Regions from separate parts of the Mus musculus genome. Here all the other regions are linked to region 5. The links are chromatin contacts, called in public HiChIP or PLAC-seq, Micro-C and promoter capture Hi-C maps. All regions are on one chromosome and are shown on one strand. Each heading gives the region's core, a stretch centred on a gene start, on an enhancer-like site or on the middle of the called end of the contact. The rest is flanking DNA. Distances are from core to core; before and after follow the strand shown. Region 1 overlaps Ptprk (protein tyrosine phosphatase, receptor type, K). Region 2 overlaps Ptprk (protein tyrosine phosphatase, receptor type, K). Region 3 has its middle 20 kb from the start of Gm30228. Region 4 overlaps Ptprk (protein tyrosine phosphatase, receptor type, K). Region 5 holds the start of Ptprk (protein tyrosine phosphatase, receptor type, K).

Region 1 (2,700 bases), core at 76-2,575, 190 kb before region 5:
TATTCAAAGTGCCAGGGTTCAACCCCTTCTGGCTATATAACAGGTAACTGAAATCAATGCAGTGGGTGTCATTCTCCTTCATGGTAGGCAGCTGAAGTCTGGCTTTTTCTCCAGGATCATGATTTGAGGAGTCCACAACCATATAGGAACCTGAAATGACATTACAAATAACAGAGCTAAGAACATTGATAAGCCAGGGGTATCAAACAACTGTAAAATATTACAACTATAAAATTTCATAGAGTATTATAGGATATTACTCTATGAAAACATTAAATTTTAAAATGTCTTCTGGGGCAGGGCCATAGAAAAATATCAGTCAAGACATCACGTAGATCCATTTCTTACTAACATTTCATAAACTAGACAAAAACAGTTTATTCATCTCTACAACTTGATATTAACCCTGATTTACAATATAGAAATATGGGACATAACTGCTAACTTAGGGTCAGATGGTAGACAAGCAGGAGTCGGATTCAGGTTCAACACTCTCTCTAAAATTTCCCTAGTCCTACAAAATAGTAAGCTTTTGAAAAATGAAACAAGTAAATGTATTGGTTTGATATGCACAGAAAGTACTTTCTTCTTTTGTTTTCTCTGTTAACACAAATGTTAAAGCAGAGAAATGGAAGACTGCAGGAAGTGGAATAACTTCCAACTTCAAATACTAATATTTTTGTTTATTTAAGGCATATGCACTTTTGCCATTCACTAAGTCCTGAGAACATCAAGTTATGGAGTAAGAATACTTTGTAAAGTGGTTATGAGAGCTACTATTCAATTTTCCTTTCATTCTATATTTTTAAATATTTTAATTTTATACATGTGATATACATGAGAGAGAGAAAGAGAGAGAGAGAGAGAGAGAGAGAGAGAGAGAGAGAGAGAGAGAGAGAGAGAGCACAAGTCGACACATGCATGCCAGGGCACATGATTGAAGTCAGCAGACACTTGAGGGAATTGGTAGTCTTCTTTCAGTACGTGAGACCTAAGAATCAAACTCCGATCCCACATTTGGTATCAATCCTTTACCTACTGAGACATCTTGCCAACCCCCTAATGTCCAACTATTCTTAATTTGACTCTAGTACATAGCTGGTGCACTGTTGACTCAAAACTGTCATCTTGGTAAGATTACTTCTGACCCCCGCAGTTAACACTGACCACCATGCTCCTCTAAAGCAGGACATAAGCAAGCACGAGGTCACATTGACTGAGTAACCATTAACTCATTCTGGATCTTGTGAGGTAAATGACACAGTCAGAATCCTACTTTCAGAACGCCAACACTTTTTTTGGTTTTGCTAAGGGCAAAGTTCATACAGTGACTATTCACTGAGGCTGGCACTGGTCTACTATACTATTGCAAGCAGCTCTCCAGAAAGACATGCTGTTATTCTCCCTATTATTCTCATGCAAAGAAGATTTGAATAAATATGTGAACCTCCAAAAAAATGTAATGATATCATTTTGTCAAACAGCATGACATTAGGAGTCATATTAGAGAGCTATTTTTTTTATATAAGGTTTCTTACACTGCACTTGGCCCTCTCTTCCTGAAATGCAAAACTACTCTTCTATATTCTATTCTGAAACATAATAAATTGTACCACGATATCCAAAAACCTCAGTGACTGTGTCTATGTATCTCAGTTAATTGACAACCTGGAGCTCAAACAGACAGAACACAAAAATACTTCAGAGAGGAAGGCTTCAGCTACATAAGAAATCAAATTTTCAATCTGGACAGTTGCCATTAGAAGGGACCTTTTGATCCCAAAGTTTTATGACAATTTTTTTCTAGTACTTCAGTACAGTCAAGTACAGAATACACATACGATATTAATAGTAATTCCTGTTATTGTTTACTTGTGTCTCCCAGTCTTCGTTTCTCAAGTGCTGGGATTACATTTTAGCTTGATTCTCACAGACAGTACATTAATAGGATAAAAAGATCATCGGTGTATTTTTGGTAAACAACTTCCAAAATGAAAACAAAACAAAACAAAAACAAAACAAAACAAAACAAGATTTCCCGGCTCTTAACCTAATTTGGAAAAAAAAAAAAAAAAGAAAAAAAAAAAGAAAAAAGAAAAAAAGAATGATTTTATTCATGGCTATTCTCACATTTTTAACATCAATAACTAAGCTGTCAAAATGTTTCTACAGTGTGCCAATTTGAATTAGACTAATTTCTGTGATGACCATGACCAGGCCTGAGACCCTAAAAAAGCTATAAGCATCATTACTGGCCTGTTTCTGTGTCCTGTTTACCCAATGATGAATAATTTTATAAGTAAATGGCATATTTATTTCCATAAGTTTAGCTTCTGACTACCAATTTTAAAGTGTAGAGCTCAAAAGACTTATTAGCTTCCTAATAGTAATTTTCTACTATCATAAAATAACGTTTGGAGTAAAATATGCTTTGTGTCACATTTTAAAAATGCATTATATTTACCATTAAGACCATTTAGCAATTTTCAGCCATTTGCATTTTAAGCTACAACCATTTTCTTATTAAAGAAATGGAATGAACAAGCGCTAGTCATCATTAGTTCTTACCAATTTGATCATTAGAAAGATGAAAATCATGAAATAAAAGCTTATCCTAACTATTTCAGCATTTTACTGCCACTCAACACAGGTTAAATAATAAGAAAAATTAGTGCTGATAATTCACTTCTATGGAATGGT
Region 2 (2,820 bases), core at 29-2,528, 230 kb before region 5:
CACACACAGCCTTCTCAGATGTTCGGGGACAGGGGGGGAACACTAGTCTTGATTCAAAAGTAGCAGCATGTTACTTTTATGTCACTACTCAGATAAAATATATTCGGTGGAAATTGGTAAGAGTATGAGGGAAAATTGCAGAAATAATAGATTAACAACATCCAGAGACTAAGGTTAGATTATACAAATTTTACACTTACAAAACTGGCTGCTGGTATAGCAAGTTGAAATTTTGATGCTCCCTTCCCCCCATATAAACATGATTCTTACAAATTACAACACAAAAGAACTATTTTGCTTCTATTATTAGTTTTTAGGGGAATCGCATTCTGACACCACAGAAGGCTTGATGTCATCTGTTGAAAGGTTGTCCTTGATAAGCTACATTTCTAGTTTCCATCTCATTAATATATTTTCAATTTCAAAAATGCCAAAAAAATGAAACCCATTATCTAGAGTTTTACTAAATTTACTCTGGGTCTAAAAATAAAAGATTATTTAGAAAACTCAATATGAAACACACTGTGTGCTTGCTTTTTGTGTTGCTTTATTAAGTGTCATGATCATGGTATTTAACCCAGGCTTCCATAGAGCCTTCTAGGCAGCGCAGACAGTTTCCTTGAGGTCCTCCTGGCATAATTAATGCCGTGACTCATGATACTCAGATGGAAAACATTTGTGTGAGCATTTTAAAATTGTCCATTTAAAGTATTTCCTGGTATTTACAATTCTCCTGAATAAAGGTAAAAGAATGCCACAGTCCCCCAGGCAGATGGCCTACAGAAACAATCAACTGGTATTCCCACAGAAATAAAAATGTCAGTTTGTTCCAATGATTGCCACATAAAGAGTCATAAAAATATCTTTAATCTGTCTAAACAGGTCGTTCAAAAGTACCCTCCTATAAGTTAACAGAGACATGTCAATGTATTTAATGTGTAGAGAGATGGGCTGAAATGTTTTGGCTTGATGGAAACGAATATATTTTTCTGTGTCAGTTTAGGTTATCAAGAAAAAAAAGAAAGGTTTTGGTTTTTGTTTTAAGCCCCAAAGACAATAAAAATAAACACAGCCTCACATTGCTGATATACAACCACCTTGAACACTCTAATTTAGTACACTATGGGCCTAGTATGTTCCTGTCACCATAGATCACTGAGGCATGCTAATATACATGCTAACCATGTACATGAAACTCTGTGTTTTACTAGTAATACCTGGCATGAAACTGCTCCATTTTACCCATTACAGCAGACTCATCATTCTGACTCATCAGGAAGACAGTCAGGCTCCTTTCTGGAGAGGAAGTTCCAAAGCTTCACTAACTAAGTCACAGCCAATGACATACAGAATGTTCAACTCTATATCAAGTTAATCAGGAGATAAAGATGGCCCCAATGTCAGAAGGTCTAATAGTCACTTGAGAGTTCTAAAATTATAGTACATATTGCCATAAGGGACATGGTGAAATACAAAGGCACATGGACTCCTGCCAAGGATGGGGCTCTGACCCCTAATACAAGAATAATGAAGTATACAACATCACCCTGTGGAATATTCCTGCAGGACTCCAATCCTTTGAGCTCATATGATGAGAAAACTGGGCAAAATTCTTCCTCAGGTCTGTTCAGTATTCAAATTTCATTAAAAAAATATACTTAATGAAATACTAATAATAATGAGTTAAGATTTCAAAATCTTGTATCTTATTCTGTGGGCATGTGATATACTGTCTTTATTTTGTGGGGACTGAAAGAAAATAGTTGCTCAAGCCTTTAAAATGGTGGCAATATAATTATAAACCATGTGTAGCACTTATTTCAGTGAGATAATGTGTGTATATATATATGTATATATATACATATACATATACATATACATATACATATACATATATATATATAAAATTTGATTATTTAGTGATTAATACCTAAAGCATATTAATATGTGACAATAGGTTTTAGTTACAAATACACACACACACTGTCAACCAATAACAGTACTCTTTTTGTACAAAATAGAGTTTTCTGTTATCTATAAGTAATATAAATATAAATTTAAACCTACTACATGAATTTAACAAAATGTTTTAAAATAGTAAAAATATTGTCTCTCATCACAAAACAGAAGTTGTAAAGAAGCAAATTCATTTTCTCAAGTTGTATATTCTTTTATACATTGTTTATGACTCCATCCTAGAAAAGACTAGTAATGGCTGAAAGGATAGGTTAACCCCTGCCCAAAAATATCAAGTATTTTTACAATAAACATTTAACTCTCTGTATTAGACATCCATGCACAGACTCTAAGCTTTGTAGCAATAAATGCAGCACGCAGTTCCCAATGGACTCTGATAAAATGACACGATACCACCAGGACACAGACTTATCTTGTCCCTACAGATCTGGTTTTATTTGGGAAGAAAATGGGGAAATGTGAGGGGAGAAAGTCTGGCGCAATTTCAAATGACCTTGCCCGACCATTACTTCTATCACTCACCTATAACTTCAAGACCGCTGCCTGAAAAAGATTCAAGCTGATGTTTTAATCCAGATCTATATGTTTTGACAAATCTAAACTTTTAGCAAACTATGTATATATTTTTAAACCTTTTTTAAAAATGGACAATTTTTTTTGTCCAAATGGGGATTCCTCATTTGCAGAGTGTTTGTTCACAGGCATAAAGGATCCCTTCTAAACCTTCTCTGTGTGTATTAAAAAAACAAAAAAAACAAACAAAACAACAACAACAACAACAAAAACACACACACACAAAAAAAAAAAACGTAAAGGTTCTGCTACTTAGCATCTGTCACACAT
Region 3 (2,753 bases), core at 158-2,657, 240 kb after region 5:
GATATATGACTTTACTAGCCTTAGGTAGTTGTTTAGGTTTTCAGCATCAGATATGATTTCCCTCTTGTTTAGCAGGTCTGGATTCCAATTAGAGATCTTTGGTTACTGCCAAGATTTATGTACCACTACTACAACCTTCCGGTTTTCATGCAATGCTGGTCATTGATGTGGTTCATAAGCATCATAGCTAGGAAGGACTATTGGCTGCTCCTCTTATTTTGGAAGCTTGCATGGTGCCTTCTGCTAAACAAAATCTTGCCCTTAAGGATGATGCTAAAAAGCAACCTTCAAAAATTCACTGGATAGAAAAGAGACTTGTTATTTACATTTATTAGTGCATGAATCAATAAGGAAAATTTAGCTGAATTAACTTGTCTTCTGATTGTTCCATTTCTCCTTAATTGATCATTTGTGTCTTCTATCAAGTTGAAGTTTTGAGCAAATTCAAGGTAACTTTCAAGGGAAGAACTGTAATCAAAGGTATGAAAATTTTGCATATAAATGTAACATCTTTAAACAATGTTGATATATATTCAACTCAATTCTGTAGATACCCTCATCACTGTCTTCATGAACATTATAAATATCAGTATTGCAGCTCTTTACAAAGCAACACAACATGTGTCTGTAGTCTAAACAGACTAGTTAGTAATTCTTACTGCAAGGGTGCTGTATGTACAGTTGAATATCCATTGTCAAATTATGCTCAGTCTGAAATGGTCCAGCTCCCGAAGGTTTGTGACTGTTGACCTGATTCTATACGTGAAAAGTTTTGAAACCATAAAACATCATTTTATGTACAAAACTAATAGCGGCATTGTTCAAAATTACTGTTAGGCTATGTGAATGAGCAATATATTACCTATCTTTCAGTCACAATAATACAAACCTTTGACAGGCAAGTTAAAACCATACAAGTTTTACTGTGGCATGCAGCTTCAGAAATTTCAGATTTATGGACCCACTTCTTTTGGTCCATGTTGGTATGTCACAGCATAAGCAAGTATCGTTGCAAAACCACGTACCTTATGGTCAGGAACTAAATAGAGAGAAAGAAAGGAGGAAGTTGTGATTGAGATATTTCTAATTAATTAATTAATTGCATCTGTGTCATGTGTTCCTGTGAAGGTTGAGGGGGTGACTGTTTAAATTATTCACTTTAAAACACTGTTCACTGCCTCCTCCCAGTCACCCCTTCCACAATCCTTCCCCATTCCCTTTCTCTTAGTGGGTGGGGCCTCATGAGTATCCCCCCACTCTGGCACATCAAGTCTCTACAAGGCTAGGTGCTTCATCTCTCACTGAGGACAGACAAGGCAGCCCAGATAGAAGAACATATGGTAGGGGGACCACTTATAGTAGTAAATTCTCCCCTTCTATTATGTGGGTCCTGAGGATTTACCCAGGCTTGGTGGAAAAGGCCTTTACCCCTTAGTCATCACATTAGTCACTCAACTATTTCTTCCACAGCATGTCCTGAAAGCCAAAGATCTCTCCTCAAGTGTTAAAGGTTTTATAAACTCCCAATAGGATGATTCTTAGTGATAATCTTCCACCACATAGATCTTGGGAAACATTTCATATGCAAACTGTAGTAGTGAATGTATGTGTCATGAATCAGCTTTGTATTTTCACTTGAGTTCCATTCCTATAATATCTTGTTATGAATATGCCAGTGCTCCAAAACCAAGAAACATTTAAGTTCTCATATACATGTCAAACATTTCAGACAAAGTACATTTGGCATGGATTAGGAGATGGGATGTTTGATGGTGTCTAAGCTGGGTTACTTTTAGAACTTACTTGAAGAGTGCCCATATTTTTTCTGATTATGATTCTTCTTTGTGATATAAATATTTATATGAATATATATGCATACAATTATCTACTGTTCATACTTTAAATATCATCGCATTTAGTTTACTTGGATCATGTCAAGAAAATATAATTCAAACCATGATTAATCTACAAAACTAGTCTGCTAAGAAATATATTTGATTCATTAAACAATATAATAAATATATAAAATCTGTATGTTTGTATTAGGAGGAGTAACTAATATTACTGGGATAGACTGACATTCTGATCAGCTTATTATGATGTCAGATGCAAGTTAGGGTAGAGACTTTCCTGAGTATCTCACATGTATGTAGTGACTAATACACTTATCGTGAAGTCTGTCACCCTCTACCTTAGATTTAGAAGAAAGAGTGAATTATCAAATATGACTTTAGAGAATATAACCTCAGGTCAATAATCCAGTGACCTGAGATTAATTATGTGCTTTTAAATTAGGAATAACAGTGGATAAGGAATGAAGTCTTTCCATGTCCTGTACCCAAACCAAAGCAATCAAGAAAATGGATCTAATTGGTAAATTGTCTCGATCACTGTATAATGTCCATGCAGAAATGAAAATAGGCATGTGAAGAGAGGGGAGGGGGATGGATATTGCCTTGCAAGACCCTGACACTGACAGAGAAGTTATTGGTAATAAAAACCATCATCTTAAGAAAGAGTACAACAAGTGACTGGAAAGAGCATTTAAAAAATAGTATTTAAAATTTAGAACAGGGCAGGAGAGATGGCCTAGTGATTATAACATATACTGCTTTTGCAGAGGATCAGAGCTTGGTTCACTGCAGCCATATGAGGTAGTTAACAACTGCTTATAACTTCAGCCATGGAGCACACACACACACACACACACACACACACACACACACACACACACACACACGTCACTCACTCAC
Region 4 (2,863 bases), core at 95-2,594, 150 kb before region 5:
TAAGTTAATAGCACTTATTGATTTCTTCTCCCAAAACTAAGCAAATTTCACGCAAGTGTCAACACTGAGATATTCCCTTTTAAAGCCTATAAACAATTATTTATTATTCCATTTGCTCTCTGCATATATGTAAGTGCAGCCTGGTCATCCACGTAGCTCATGGATCATCTTAGCTTCTTTTCTGCATATTAGCTTTGACACTGGGGTGAATCAGACTTACAAATATTTTAATATTATGTATCTTTTTTCTATGCTCTGATATATTTAAATCTGTGCTTTAGAGACAGGAGTTGGTGAGCTGCAATGTTCAAATCAGTAACGACAGCTTTTCCCAGTCCGGAAGTGATTTTAGAGCTTTAGTGCCATGTTTGTATTATCACTGGTAAACTTGAAAACAGTTCAATATTTAACACCTATCTACATTAACTCTAGTTAGCAAACAATAAAGAAATTCTAATGCATTATTCACATTTCTCTCTTAATGTCTTTGAAGCATTCTATGGAATCTAGTGCAGTCAAAGTGGGCACAACCAGATGTGTGTGGTGTCGCATGCCTTTAATCCCAGGATAGGAGGCATAGACAGGCAAAAATAACTGTGAGTTAGAAGTGTAAGAGACACCCATGTCTTGTGAGACCCTGTCTCCCATTTGTCCCATCCAAAAACAAAAAGAGAGCAAGGCAATAGCAAAACCTTTAAGTATCTTTTTCCTAATAATATTCTACATATATTCAGTTACCAACAATCAAAGACATTTAGTCGTATCTGGACTAGGGATATGACTCATTGTATATTGTGCCCAACCTGGTGACCTGAGTTGGATCCCAGGAAATCTATGTGTTAAAGGAGAGAACAAATGCATACAAGTTGCTCTCTGACCTACAGGCACAAGCACACACACAACTAAGTAAACAAAGGAGTGGTAAAGTCATTTCTGGGTTTAAAGTGTAAATGATTACAATTACATCTGTGCCTGGATTTTGTTTCACTAGTGTAGGTATAAAAGGAAATTTAAGAAAATATTTAACTAAAGATATATTTGTTGGCAAAATGCAAATACCATTCAAATGATAAATCAACATTCATAAGGTTAAAAGTCTTTCAATGTCTTTAACTGATTAACTGTGGAGCTGAGATTTTTCTTTAGCTAGTGACCAGGTACCTTTACCTACCACAAATACTTCAAACAGCTCCCACCGTCCCAAACCAGGGAAGTTGCGCCTGGCTTCAGCTGCTTATAGTATTTTAGATGACACTTGATTTGGTTGGTTAATATACTATCACTATCAGGCATGTGTGTTTACTTTCAGAACTGGTACTTCTGGTGAGGACGAGGTGAGAACTGGGTGTTTTCCAGGCCAATAGTCTTATGCAACACTTAAGTTGAGTCAAAACCATAGAACACCTGATAAGATTCATATACGGCCTAACCAACCTGACTAAGCTATTTTTAACAACTCTTAGGAAGAATTCACAATACTGATATTTACCCACTTGTCTCTAATCACCATGAGTAGTATTAACACTAGGCTCTGGATAATTTTACAAATACTGGCTGAGGAGACAGATTTAGTCTAAGTTCATGTCAGCCATGTGGAAAGAGTTTTCTGGATGGCAGACAGGCAAGCCTTTCTATAATATACATCCAGTGGACAAGCCCTTGCTATCAGAAAATTCGTCAGTAGTGGAATAAGTCCATTGTCTAAACTAAGCTCAGAAATGAGTAGTTCTTGAGTGCTTCTCAGAGTTATAGTTCACTCTGCCATAAACAATGTAGCTATCCAAGACTGTTACAACTAATGCAAATGATGTAATTAACACTCTTAAACTCTAGGTAAAAGATCTAAATTATTCACCATAACTATTATTTGAAGTATAGTAAAGTTAGCTTATATACTTTTTAAATATTATTTTTAGTATACCTCTGTTCATTCACAAACTCCTCTCTTCACTAAGCATCTATGCATGCCAAGAAGCAGGCTAAGTGCCTGGCATACCTCTAACAAGCACAAGTTTCTCTTACAAATATCCAGTGGCTGAATATATAAAGAGCCCAAAGAAGGTGACATAAAATGGAGTCAGTTCACTCCGAGACTCATAATTCTACATCCATAAGCCTGAAACTTTACAGAAATCATCCCACATATTGAGGGAGGTTCTAGAATCATCTTAGACACAGAGAAAAACCAGTGTAAGTTCAGGCGCCCAAAGAGAGTGAACAGAGACATGGAGGCAGTTTTATGCTGTTCGACTTAGCAAGCATGCATGTCACAAGGCAAATGTGAATTGGCCATTACCTGAATCTGGCTCCCTTGGGTTCCACCTCTCACAATCTTAATTTATGTCAATGAAGATGGTCCAGGTTTTGAAGATACTTCATAGAAAGAAGTACACACTCATCCCAAACAGAACCTACCCTGAATTGACCTGGATCTCTTTGTTGTACCTTCCTCAAGGAGGAAACTACAAAGATGAAGAGTGTTTTGCTCACTTCTCTAACTCCTATTAGAGAGCTTCAGTAAATACTTGTTGGAAAGACACAGTAGGTAAAATTCTGCTGACCTGTACTGTAGGGGTTATAACGCTGCCACTAGGTAAAGCCAAAATACCCATATTACCCTCAACTTCTTTCACTTTAATGTTAACCATTTTGAGAGCACTTAATCACAAAATATCAGTATCACAGGATTTTAGAACTGAAGACTATGTAAAACCACCCATTGAAACAGGTTATGGGTCTAAACTCTCTTTACCAGGTGGGCCAAATCCAGTGTTGCTTCTCTGATAGCTAGTACTCACTCATTCATCACCCTGAAACATCTCAGGATGCTTTACCACACTAATACACTAGCCCAAGGGATTTA
Region 5 (2,804 bases), core at 192-2,691:
AAACCTGGGAGCCCGCTCCCCAGCGTCCACCTGGTGAAACTTCAGAGCCGGCAGATACATAGAAGCCAGCGACCTACAGGCAGGATATCAAAACTGGACGGGAACAGAGACCACCAGTCTGAAAGACCCGGAATCCTGGGACTTATCTGAGCGGTTTTACTTAGAACTCAAAGGGATAGCCTGGAATATCGCATCACGTCTCACTCCTGGGTTGTCCAGGAGAACAGCGAACGTTCCCAGCCCAGGTCACCCAGGCGGACTCAGGGTGGTGTGGAGCCAGATTTGAGCTTTGTGGTGGCTTCGCCCCATAAATAGGGTAAGCCTTCCGGGAATGGGAGCCCAGAACTCGCTGCCCAGGACAGCTCTGAATCTACCCTTAGAGCTACATTTACAAACGTCGTACGGACTCTGCCAATGTATACATACAACGTGCTCCACGCTGTGTGCTCTGTAATCTATCCAGGAGCAACTCTGAACCCTCAGCAGAGGAGGAAGGAGCCTCCAGGAGGCACCGGGAAGTAGCTGGACAATAGTCAGAGGCGGTTATACCCGGGACAAAAAGCACCTGGCAGAACACACCGAGATCGGTCCCTATGTGTCTCCACAATTCTCACAAAGACTTCCCGGGGAAATTTTGAACAGTCTGGCGACAGAGAGCCACTAGCCAGCTCAGCGAGCCATAAAATCGTGGTCCCGGGAGCCCTAAGTACTTTTTCTTCCTCACTTCCCTAACTAATGCTGTGGACTGCTCCCGACTCCCAGGCAAAAAGAACACCCAGGAAAAGCAAGGTCGCCACACACTCCATCCAGCACACCCTGGGCTGTCTGCGCGCCGGACTAGCCTCAGAAACAATGGGTCGAGAACGTAAAAGTTACCTGCGCACGGGGGCGCACAGCTCTTGGCCCTGCGTCCCGCCTGACACAAACTCCCAGGACAGACCTAGCTCCAACCTGCACCACCACCACCCCCGCCACCTTAAGCGGACGCCCCCTGGATCCCCGAACCCAGCACCAGCAATCAGTCAGTCCTTCCTGCCTGAGTCCAAGACTGTGGACAGACACAGACCACCCCCAACCTCTCACCTGCTGAGAACTGGCCAAGGGCCGACCCCAGGAGAGGCCACGGGTACAGAAGCCAGAGAGCTACAAAAGCAGGCAACGCAGCGGCCGCCACATCCATGGCGAGTTTGGGAGAAGTTTCAAGCAGCTTTGCAAAGAGCCTCCGGGGGAATCGCGGTGAAATCCGCCAGCCAGCAGCCCGCCCGGCCTCGTCGGGGGGCTCGCGGAGACGCCGCGGCCACCCGCCAGCACTTTCGTCCTTGCGCAACGTCGGCCAACTACCTCGCGGGCGAAAGCGTCTCCAGCGTCGCCCGCCAGCCGCGGCCGCCGCTCTCCATGCTAGGCAGAGGCTGCTCAGGGTAGTCCAGAGTTAGTTTGCTCTGGGAGGGACGGGGGCGGAGCCTGGGGTGACGTCGCCCCGCGGGCTCCGGCAGCTTCGGAGGAATGCGGGCTCCGGTGCGCGCCGCCGCCACTGCCGCCTCCTGCTAGGGAGACGCGCGCCAGCCGGGCCGCGCGCCCCGCGCCCTGCGCCCCGCGCCGCCTTTGTTCGCCACCTGGGCTCGGTGGCCGCGCGGCTCTCTGGCGGCGAGCGGGAAAGGGGGACCTGGCGCAGCTCCCTGCCGGATCCCTGAGATTCAACTCTGAGAGGCAGAACTGTGGGCGGACGACGGAGGAGGCGCCCGAGGAGAGGTGTCCTGGGGTTCTGTCCCCAAGGTGGCGGTCCCACCAGAGCGGCTGGTGGTAGGAAGAAAAGGGAGCGTAGATGTGACCTTTAAAACGCCGACCTGCACTGAAATTTCACTCTTCCTTATTGATAGGATAAGGAATAAGGCTCCCTACCCCATTGAAAACTTACTCTCGTTTGTTCACGAAATAAATAAAACTTGGACCAAAATAAAATGTTGGGTAAGTTTCCAGTGTGAACAGCTGGCGTGCCTCGTTTCTGGTTTATTTGTCATTGGGAAGCTCCCAGCCGCTCAGCCTTCGCATAGCCTGGTGGAGTAGAGCAAGACTTGGTTTTGTTTTGATTTTTACTGTCTTGTAGCTATATAAGAAATAAGTATTTAATAAAAGGAGTTTATCCCAACAATGAGCACAGCATGGTTGCTCCGAAGGAACCCAATGCTGTGTGCTGTGTTACAGGCAGGAAGTCAGTTTTGCTACCTTAGCAGCTTGGTGTGATTTCTCCAAATGCCACCTTCACTTGCTTCTGTAGCAACGCTGTATAGTTGCTTACTTTTACTCATGTCTGCAAATTATGACACATGTAAGTATGACCAAAACTGAATAAGCCTAACTTTTTTTTTGAATTTTGATGCTATATATGCAACTGCTAATAATAGCCTTGATTGGCACCTGTCAGTCACTCAAAATGTCTTTAGCCTTTTAAAATCAAAATGAAGTGAAATTCAATTTAATACAGCATTCTCATCATTAACCGAGCCACATATTTCTGTAATTAATACATGCTGTTATGACTAGGTTTGGAATAGATGCAAGTGACTGTATACTACACACACACACATCTATGCACATATATTATACATATTGATGAAGAAGGGAGAAAATGGGTTTCTTTTTTATTTGCTGAGGATAGAAAGTCCGTTACGCTACAGCCTTGATGACTGCTCATTAGTACCTGTAACAAGCCCAACACTTGTCAATTCAGTTCAGCATAGTTCAGTCATCTCCCTCTGGGTACAATGTCAATGTTCCTTAGCTCATTAACCTATAACTTTAAGCAC

What was found. Promoter capture Hi-C pulls out the DNA fragments that hold promoters and counts their contacts. A called contact is a pair of places that touch in the nucleus more often than the background predicts. HiChIP or PLAC-seq counts read pairs in DNA pulled down with a chosen protein or histone mark.
Region 1: a contact with region 5 is called in a promoter capture Hi-C map of liver, with 2.5 times the contacts expected there. The contact joins the enhancer-like site here to the promoter of Ptprk in region 5. A contact is called at or near these places in 6 of 39 promoter capture datasets (the 3T3-L1 cell line, 3T3-L1-derived adipocytes, hippocampal neurons and 1 more), 4 of 484 Hi-C or Micro-C datasets (the AML12 cell line, cerebral cortex, liver and 1 more), 4 of 115 datasets of contacts at active chromatin or transcription factors (cardiomyocytes, embryonic midbrain, neural progenitor cells and 1 more) and 1 of 9 other capture datasets (adipose tissue).
Region 2: a contact with region 5 is called in a Micro-C map of the HL-1 cell line, with 6 times the contacts expected there. The contact joins the enhancer-like site here to the promoter of Ptprk in region 5. A contact is called at or near these places in 6 of 39 promoter capture datasets (the 3T3-L1 cell line, 3T3-L1-derived adipocytes, hippocampal neurons and 1 more), 4 of 484 Hi-C or Micro-C datasets (the HL-1 cell line, adipose-derived mesenchymal stem cells, tail fibroblasts and 1 more) and 2 of 115 datasets of contacts at active chromatin or transcription factors (embryonic midbrain and stem cell-derived neural progenitor cells).
Region 3: a contact with region 5 is called in an H3K27ac HiChIP or PLAC-seq map of the NIH/3T3 cell line, with 2.1 times the contacts expected there. The contact joins the enhancer-like site here to the promoter of Ptprk in region 5. A contact is called at or near these places in 4 of 39 promoter capture datasets (the 3T3-L1 cell line, 3T3-L1-derived adipocytes, the SN4741 cell line and 1 more), 1 of 15 datasets of contacts at CTCF or cohesin (the NIH/3T3 cell line), 1 of 484 Hi-C or Micro-C datasets (the C2C12 cell line), 3 of 115 datasets of contacts at active chromatin or transcription factors (the NIH/3T3 cell line and embryonic stem cells) and 1 of 9 other capture datasets (embryonic stem cells).
Region 4: a FOXA1 HiChIP or PLAC-seq map of pancreatic cancer cells shows a contact between it and region 5. The contact joins the enhancer-like site here to the promoter of Ptprk in region 5. A contact is called at or near these places in 6 of 39 promoter capture datasets (the 3T3-L1 cell line, 3T3-L1-derived adipocytes, hippocampal neurons and 1 more), 9 of 484 Hi-C or Micro-C datasets (MC3T3-E1-derived osteoblasts, cerebellar granule neurons, embryonic stem cells and 4 more) and 4 of 115 datasets of contacts at active chromatin or transcription factors (embryonic stem cells, intestinal crypt epithelium, neural progenitor cells and 1 more).

The regions. Positions count from the first base shown.
Region 1 is chr10:28,260,951-28,263,650 of GRCm38.p6, reverse strand. Ptprk (protein tyrosine phosphatase, receptor type, K) reads right to left here. Exons shown (of 32, transcript NM_008983.2): 3 at 1-150. Among named protein-coding and RNA genes, the nearest start is that of Ptprk, 190 kb to the right of the region's middle. Within about 2 kb of position 1,325, at least 5 of the 459 cell types and tissues checked have an H3K27ac peak or open chromatin away from gene starts, as enhancers often do. A contact at or near this core is called in liver, where this site is marked.
Region 2 is chr10:28,302,514-28,305,333 of GRCm38.p6, reverse strand. The region is part of intron 3 of Ptprk (protein tyrosine phosphatase, receptor type, K); the gene reads right to left. Among named protein-coding and RNA genes, the nearest start is that of Ptprk, 230 kb to the right of the region's middle. Within about 2 kb of position 1,278, at least 15 of the 459 cell types and tissues checked have an H3K27ac peak or open chromatin away from gene starts, as enhancers often do. A contact at or near this core is called in the HL-1 cell line and tail fibroblasts, where this site is marked.
Region 3 is chr10:27,828,720-27,831,472 of GRCm38.p6, reverse strand. No RefSeq gene overlaps it. Among named protein-coding and RNA genes, the nearest start is that of Gm30228, 20 kb to the right of the region's middle. Within about 2 kb of position 1,407, at least 3 of the 459 cell types and tissues checked have an H3K27ac peak or open chromatin away from gene starts, as enhancers often do. A contact at or near this core is called in the C2C12 cell line and the NIH/3T3 cell line, where this site is marked.
Region 4 is chr10:28,226,407-28,229,269 of GRCm38.p6, reverse strand. The region is part of intron 2 of Ptprk (protein tyrosine phosphatase, receptor type, K); the gene reads right to left. Among named protein-coding and RNA genes, the nearest start is that of Ptprk, 150 kb to the right of the region's middle. Within about 2 kb of position 1,344, at least 19 of the 459 cell types and tissues checked have an H3K27ac peak or open chromatin away from gene starts, as enhancers often do. A contact at or near this core is called in pancreatic cancer cells, where this site is marked.
Region 5 is chr10:28,073,457-28,076,260 of GRCm38.p6, reverse strand. Ptprk (protein tyrosine phosphatase, receptor type, K) reads right to left here and starts at 1,441. Exons shown (of 32, transcript NM_008983.2): 1 at 1,084-1,441. The coding sequence starts at 1,180.